Regions from separate parts of the Mus musculus genome. Here region 1 is linked to region 2. A link is a contact called in public HiChIP or PLAC-seq data. All regions are on one chromosome and are shown on one strand. Each heading gives the region's core, a stretch centred on a gene start, on an enhancer-like site or on the middle of the called end of the contact. The rest is flanking DNA. Distances are from core to core; before and after follow the strand shown. Region 1 overlaps Chn2 (chimerin 2). Region 2 holds the start of Cpvl (carboxypeptidase, vitellogenic-like).

What was found. HiChIP or PLAC-seq counts read pairs in DNA pulled down with a chosen protein or histone mark.
Region 1: a contact with region 2 is called in a FOXA1 HiChIP or PLAC-seq map of pancreatic cancer cells. The contact joins the enhancer-like site here to the promoter of Cpvl in region 2. A contact is called at or near these places in 2 of 39 promoter capture datasets (the 3T3-L1 cell line and macrophages), 2 of 484 Hi-C or Micro-C datasets (cerebellar granule neurons and cerebellum), 3 of 115 datasets of contacts at active chromatin or transcription factors (the HPC-7 cell line, embryonic stem cells and pancreatic cancer cells) and 2 of 9 other capture datasets (adipose tissue and macrophages).

The regions. Positions count from the first base shown.
Region 1 is chr6:54,114,575-54,117,936 of GRCm38.p6, forward strand. The region is part of intron 1 of Chn2 (chimerin 2); the gene reads left to right. Among named protein-coding and RNA genes, the nearest start is that of 9530036M11Rik, 36 kb to the right of the region's middle. Within about 2 kb of position 1,922, at least 94 of the 459 cell types and tissues checked have an H3K27ac peak or open chromatin away from gene starts, as enhancers often do. A contact at or near this core is called in the HPC-7 cell line, adipose tissue and pancreatic cancer cells, where this site is marked.
Region 2 is chr6:53,977,068-53,980,304 of GRCm38.p6, forward strand. Cpvl (carboxypeptidase, vitellogenic-like) reads right to left here and starts at 1,606. Exons shown (of 13, transcript NM_001289713.1): 1 at 1,568-1,606. It overlaps 4921529L05Rik (RIKEN cDNA 4921529L05 gene), which reads left to right and starts at 1,624. Exons shown (of 4, transcript NR_110484.2): 1 at 1,624-1,728.

The DNA of each region.
Region 1 (3,362 bases), core at 672-3,171, 140 kb after region 2:
AGTGGCCGCAGAGAGGATGGCTGGCTAGCAGAAAGGAAACAGAAGCCACCTCTCCCTGGAGGCCTTGTCCACGTTTCCACTCATGTGTAGAGCGTGTTGGCCTGCGGAAGAGCAAACACCAGTGAATTCAGCCATTTCTTCTAGTGCCACGAGTGCCTGCTAACAAGGCCTGGCAGCCTACAAGGGCCTGTGACAGTTGCAAGTGCTTTGTGTACAATTTCATATAAATCTATAGCCATCCCTTGGGGAGTCATCATCCTTAATGTATAGACAAGGTGATAGAGTTTCAGAATGGCTCACCTGAGGGTAAAAGCCTTGAGTGGAAAAGGGAGATATAAGTGGAAATCTATGATATTCTTATTACTTCAGCCCCTGGCATACACACCTTAAGAGAACCCCCTCTCAGTGTGGCAAGGGCTGTAAGTTGGATTGGTATTCACTCTCCTGGCTACATTACATGTTACATCGGAGAAAAAGATTTCCTTTTTCCTTTAACGATCATAAGTATCCATTGATTTTCCAGTCAAAGGGAAACTGGCTTGGTGGGGCCTAACCAAATCATGTGTGTGTCCTTAAAAGGGGATGTAGGCCTCCCCTAAAACAGAGATGTAAAGTGGAAGATTTTTATGTGTCTCTTCTTTTGAACAATAACAAACAAACAAACAAACAAACAAAAACCATATTGTGATCATCTGTGAGAAAGGACATGTGGCAAGGACTTGAGAGTGGCCTTTGGAGCTAACAGTGGATCCTGGTCAATAGCTAGAAGGAAATGAGACCTTGGTCATCAGGCATGGGAGATGAATTCTGCCAACACCTGGCTAGGTGACCTTCGGAAGAGGCTTCTTAGCTCCACCGAGAACCACAATGCAGGTACAACTTGATGTCAGCCTTCGGGATCAGGCTAGGTACCCAGCTCCACCCTACCTGTACTTTTGGTCTACAGACAGTGTGAATTAGAAAGTGGATGCTGATTTAAGCTCTCACATTTGCATTAATTTATATGTGACAACAGAAAATGAACAAGCACAGCGTAGATCTCCCCTGGGATTCTGGCTGCAAGATAACCTACCTCACCCCAGAAGCCATCTCACCATCACTAAATCCTGGAACGGCAGAGTCCAATGGGAACTCTCCAGTCCAGTGGCTGCATACAACCTTTCCTTTGTGGGAGTTCTTTGTGGGGGCAGATTGGGGAACTGCTCTGCTTGCAGTAGGAAGCAGAGAGATACAAGGTGGGCGAGTCTGACTCTCCACCTCTTGGCCAGAAAGCACAGTAGCTCCCCTTTACAACTGTCTGCATCATCTTCCCCAGGATTAGCACCCAAGTGTGCTCTATGGTGTCCTCCTCCTAGTTGACCAACATTTACTCCCATTTTCGAGCTGCAGCTAGATACTCCTCATCCCTTCTCCTCAAGGCACCCCAGAGGAATACAATTTTCAGACTACTGATCGGATCCAACTCATCTGGTCTCTGCTTGTCTCTCTAGAGCCTGCTGGGCTCTGTTTGAATAGCTCCCTGCACACTTTTCTCCCATCCACAGTCCATTTCTTTGGATGGTCTTTTCTTTCATGAAAATCTGCTCACCCATCATGCCTGCTGTTGAGCTAGGTCCAGCCATAGGTGATTCATAGAGCAAGCAGAGCATCCTTTGCAGGACAATTTCTCATGTCAATATCTATGGCCTCTTGTTCCACAGAAGCCATCTATCCTCCAAACTAAGTATCTCCAGGCCCTCACGGGACTTTCTAGTCCTTTCTTCCCTACCACACTTCAGTTTTCCCGTGTGTCTCTTAGAGCGAGGTCAGGAACTGAGGGTGAACCTCTGGTGTGGTCTGTTTCACATGAAGTACAAACCCAGCATGAGCCACTGTCTAAATATTGCATCCCATTAATGTTGGCTGAGACCACATCCACTTTTTGGCAACCACAGTGCGCTGCTGACTCACACCACTCGCAGAGACGAGCAGAACTCCTTTCTCACCTATATGTCTCTGTGCTCTCTCTGTGAGTGTTTTAATCTGAACGGAGGCTCAGTACCCATCCCTGTGTGTCTTGTCGGGAAGCTGGATCCTGCTGTGTATGAGACTGTTGATGTCACCCAAGAGGATCGCTCATCTTCCCAGCATCTCAGCTCTCCATTTTCTAAGTATGACGCAGTGAGCCTCATCGGGACTCAATCACCTCTCAGTCTCAGTGAGAGGACTTTGAGTTTGCACAGGGCGGAGGTCAGAGACTTCTTGCACTATAATGATGATTATAAAGGGTCAGTGTTTGATCCTTTGCTTATGGATCTTCTAATGGCAATTATCCAGCTTATAAAGGTACCATCAATCTGTCACAGTCTATTTCCTGGTGTCCAGGTGAAAGTTGATGAGTCTGTTTCCTGCCCAGCCAGGAAGTACATTAGACGCTCTTTATAAGTGTATTGCAGTATCTTCCCCCTGGAGAACACCCTGATGTGCGTTATGGTTCCTCTTCTTAGGGAACCATAAATATGTGGAGGCCCCAGAGATGAGGTATACAACATGTAGCAGGCAGGAGGGAGATAAAGGGGAAGCGTCGCCCTCTTGCAGCACCCATGTACTTGTTCTCTGTCCAGCTTCCTACCAGCAGGACCCATGAGGAGCAGAGGAGGTAGAGGAATCAATCATTAGACAGCCTCCTGGGACAGCCTCCGCTCACAGGGGACCTAGAGCTAGCAGAGTTCGCAAATGCCTTCCAAAGTGGAGATTCTGCAATTCTACAAGGCATGAGAGATAGCAATGCATACACTAGTGTGCCTAAGGACACATGATAGTAGCTGAAGCTAACTGTTCTGATTACGTCATCTATTTATACCTGCTTCCTTATTCACATTCAGAACACAGAAGTGAAAACCACCACCGGGCTTTTAGGACACTTACATGGCAGTATGAGCTACTTCCCCTGGCTGTGATAAAGCACCATGACCAAGGCAACTTACAGAAGAGAAAGCTCATGTCAGCTTGCAGTCCCAGTGTGGTAGAGTCCATGATGGTCGAGAGAGCAAGGTTGGAGGCAGGCCTACATCACAGACCACCCATGTGGTATATGTCCCTCAGCAGGTCTGTACTCCCTAGCAATGCCACTAACTAGGGGCTAAATGTTCAAGTGCCCAGGATATGGGATGCATTTCTAGCCACTGCGATTATCTGATGATTAGGCTTCTATCAGATAACTTCAGAGGAGGCCCCGTAAGTGCTGCACAACTTAACCTCAAGGTGCAGTGTCCACTTGATGCTCACATCACTGAGTACCAGGTCTCAGGCTCTGATAAGTGTCTCCTTCCATTAGGACAGGTTGCCCTATTCTTCTGAACTTTGAGATCATTGGCTCCTGC
Region 2 (3,237 bases), core at 356-2,855:
GAGGTAAGGGTTTATAATCATAATTTGATTGAATATATGACCCTTGTCATATCTCTCAGGATTAACTTAATAGAATTCTCATGCTTAATGTAAATAAACCCACTCAAATACAGTACACAGCTAAAAATGATTTTGCCTGTTATTGACTATAATAAAGAAGCAAATGATTTTAGAAATTGAAATTAAGTTCTCAAGAGGCCCAAGGGTAATGGCCACTATGGCATTGTTAAGATATTGTTTTTAATTATGTGAATTTGTTACACCAAGGCTTTAATAGCATAGCTATCTTCAAAGAATGGCTGAAATCAACAATTCTACTGATTCAGAAAATAAAAAAAGCATAGTGTTAAAAAAATAATAATAGAAAATACTCTTCCAGGAAGAGGGTCCCCTGAGTAGACACAAGAAACCACCCTGCTGTCTAGTTTCCCTGTCTTCCAGCAGCAAACCTCCAGCCCCCTTAATGGCACCATTAATATTTAAGCAACCACTATAGTCACAACACTGCCTCAGAGAGCAGAGCTTCACTCAACAATGTTTTTAAAAAAAATGGTGGAAGCAAGCTTGCTTTAATTGACATAAATTTAGTACACAAAAGTAAGAATTAGGTCAATTTAGCAGAGTTCATTAACATTTAATCAAGTAACTACTAAAGTCACGGTGCTCCACGTCAATGAATTAAGGCAACAGTATACTTCATTTCACAGTTCTCATTTAACAGAATTCCACAACTGCTCAGCTGTCATCTCTCCTAAGGGGAATGAAAGCCATTAGCATGAATGGAGGAGTGTGACTTAAAAAAAAAGAAAAAGGAAAAAGAGACCTGTGTTGCTTTTGCTGATCCGAAATTGGACTAAATCTCTCATCTATTAAACATTGAGTTCTCTCTGAATGAATAAACCTATACTACAGAGAAGTTGTGACTCACAGATGTAAGAAGAGGGGGAGAGAGAGAGAGAGAGAAGCAAAGGAAAAAAATGTCTACTGACCACACATTCCTACTTGAATGAATACGAAGGGCACATAGAAAGCTCCAGTCTAAACCATCATAACAACAGGTTTGAGGAAGAGAGTCCTCTTGGTGTTCAGGAACACAAACATGAGCTGTGCTCCAGCCAAAGTAGTAAATCATCAAGGCTGTTCACCAGTATGTGTCAGATAACGACCACCACTAAATAAACCACCACTAAGTTACCATTGGAGCCCATGTGTCATACATTATGTTAAACCAAGCTCTTCAACTCCATGGCCTTTAGGATAAGAACACAACACACCCCATCTGCAGCAGCACGCCAGATTAATAAGTTACCACTCAATAAAGTGATTGAGGGAAGCACGTGGAAAAGATGACAAAGCTTTGGGTAAACAAGAGTAAACCCCTGGAGCGGATATAGTTATTTCCTCCTTGCTTTATACTTCATATAAAATTCTAAGTTTCCAACAACAATTAATCTTGTAAATACAAAAGAGTAGTTTTTCTGATATTTTGATTTTCCTTCAAACAAAACAAAGCAACTGATAGCCACAACAAAAAGCAGGGGGCTTGTTCCTTATTCCTCATAGCTACCTGGTTATGACCTCTGGCGTTTCCTAGGAATAAGGTTCTGTTTGTTCTTTTTTCTCGAAAATTCTATTGGGATGTATCCCGACCTACAGCCACAGAACTTCAGAGGCTCAACGTGGGGTTTTCCTTGGTAACTTAGAAGGCTTGGGATAAAAGTGAGGATGGTGAGTCCAGTTATCCTTATAGTATTTGTATCTGGTTCTGCTTAGCATCTATGACAAATACACATGTAAGCATTACTAAGCAAACGTGTGTGCCATTGATGGATATAAATGAGAAGGAGCCAAGGTAGAACTACAGAAGACATTAAGTGTTCATATGATCTAATTTAGATGTCTGAGAGTGTTAAAAACAAAGCAAACAAACAAACAAAAACACGACTGAACCAACTTGATCAGGAGGACTCCATCATTGAATAGTGGGGCCGAGACTCGAAGCCGGGATATATTTATGGTTCCTGTTCTCATCTGATTCCCACTGCTCCAGTCATTCAGATATCCTTCAGATATTCTGACTCTGGTCTCAATGGACTAGCCTGTCTCAGTGATCTATTGTTGAACAATACACAGACAGAGAGAGATAGAATCTGGAGAGGTTGGTCTTTCTGGGGAAGATTTGCCACCAGAATACATCAGTGGACCTTGGTTAGATAGCGGCTTCTCTGTGTCTCACTCAGTGTGACACACAGTTGCTAGTTACATCTGTGGGAACCCTGGAAGACAGTTCTTTAACACAGATACTATTTTTAAAAACCCAAATGCAAGAACTTACCATGGGATGAGTTATATTTTAAAACGAGTTTAAAATACAACCCCCAAACTTATCAGTGCCTGGTTATTTTAGTGCTAACTTCTGTTTAGAGTTATGCTACACTTTTACCCACTGTGTCTGGTGGGTAAATGAAAAAAAGAAATAAAATGACTGGCCCCAGGTATGCTGAAGGAGAAAATCTATTGTAGATAAAAGGGAGCATATAGCCAGAGGCAGGGACATCTGGGAGAGTCTAGGGTGGACATGACCAGACTAAGCTGGGCCACGTAAGGAGAAGAGGAGGGGAAGGGAGAGGGAGAAGGGAACCCAGGGGCAGCAGCCAGGAGACCCATGAGAGTAAAGAACAAATGGGGGGACCAGGTAATCAAAATGATTGGCAGCTGGAGGAAGGAAGCCCCTGGACTGGAGGCTTAGGGTAGGAGATGGGTTAGGCTAGCCATTCCTCCTAAGAAACAGGGACTGAGGAATGCTGAGAGAACCTGACGGCCAGGTCCAGTTTGACATGGTAACTAGACACCTCAGCCATTTGCCCCAGGATTTGACAAGACTTAACAGTTGGCAGCCTGTATGAGGGCTTCCTTCGGAGCATTATTTGCCAAGTGTGATCCATAGCTCTGGGGAGCTTGACATCAGCTATGTCAGCAGTACTGTACCATAGATATTGGCAATGTCACAAACCAGGTCTCTCTCCCCCAGAGCCCATTGCTATAGAGTTCTCTGCCTCTTTATCTAGAAAGTGTGCTAGACACTGCTCACAATCATCTCCCTGTCCAATCCCCATCAAAGTGGCCAGCAGAAGAGACAGGAGAGGAACGTGGGCTCAGCTGTTCTCTGTACATTGGAGCAAGAGTGTTATGCTCAGCCCAGAAGCCTCAAGAAAAGAAACCCAAAGAGGCTACTTG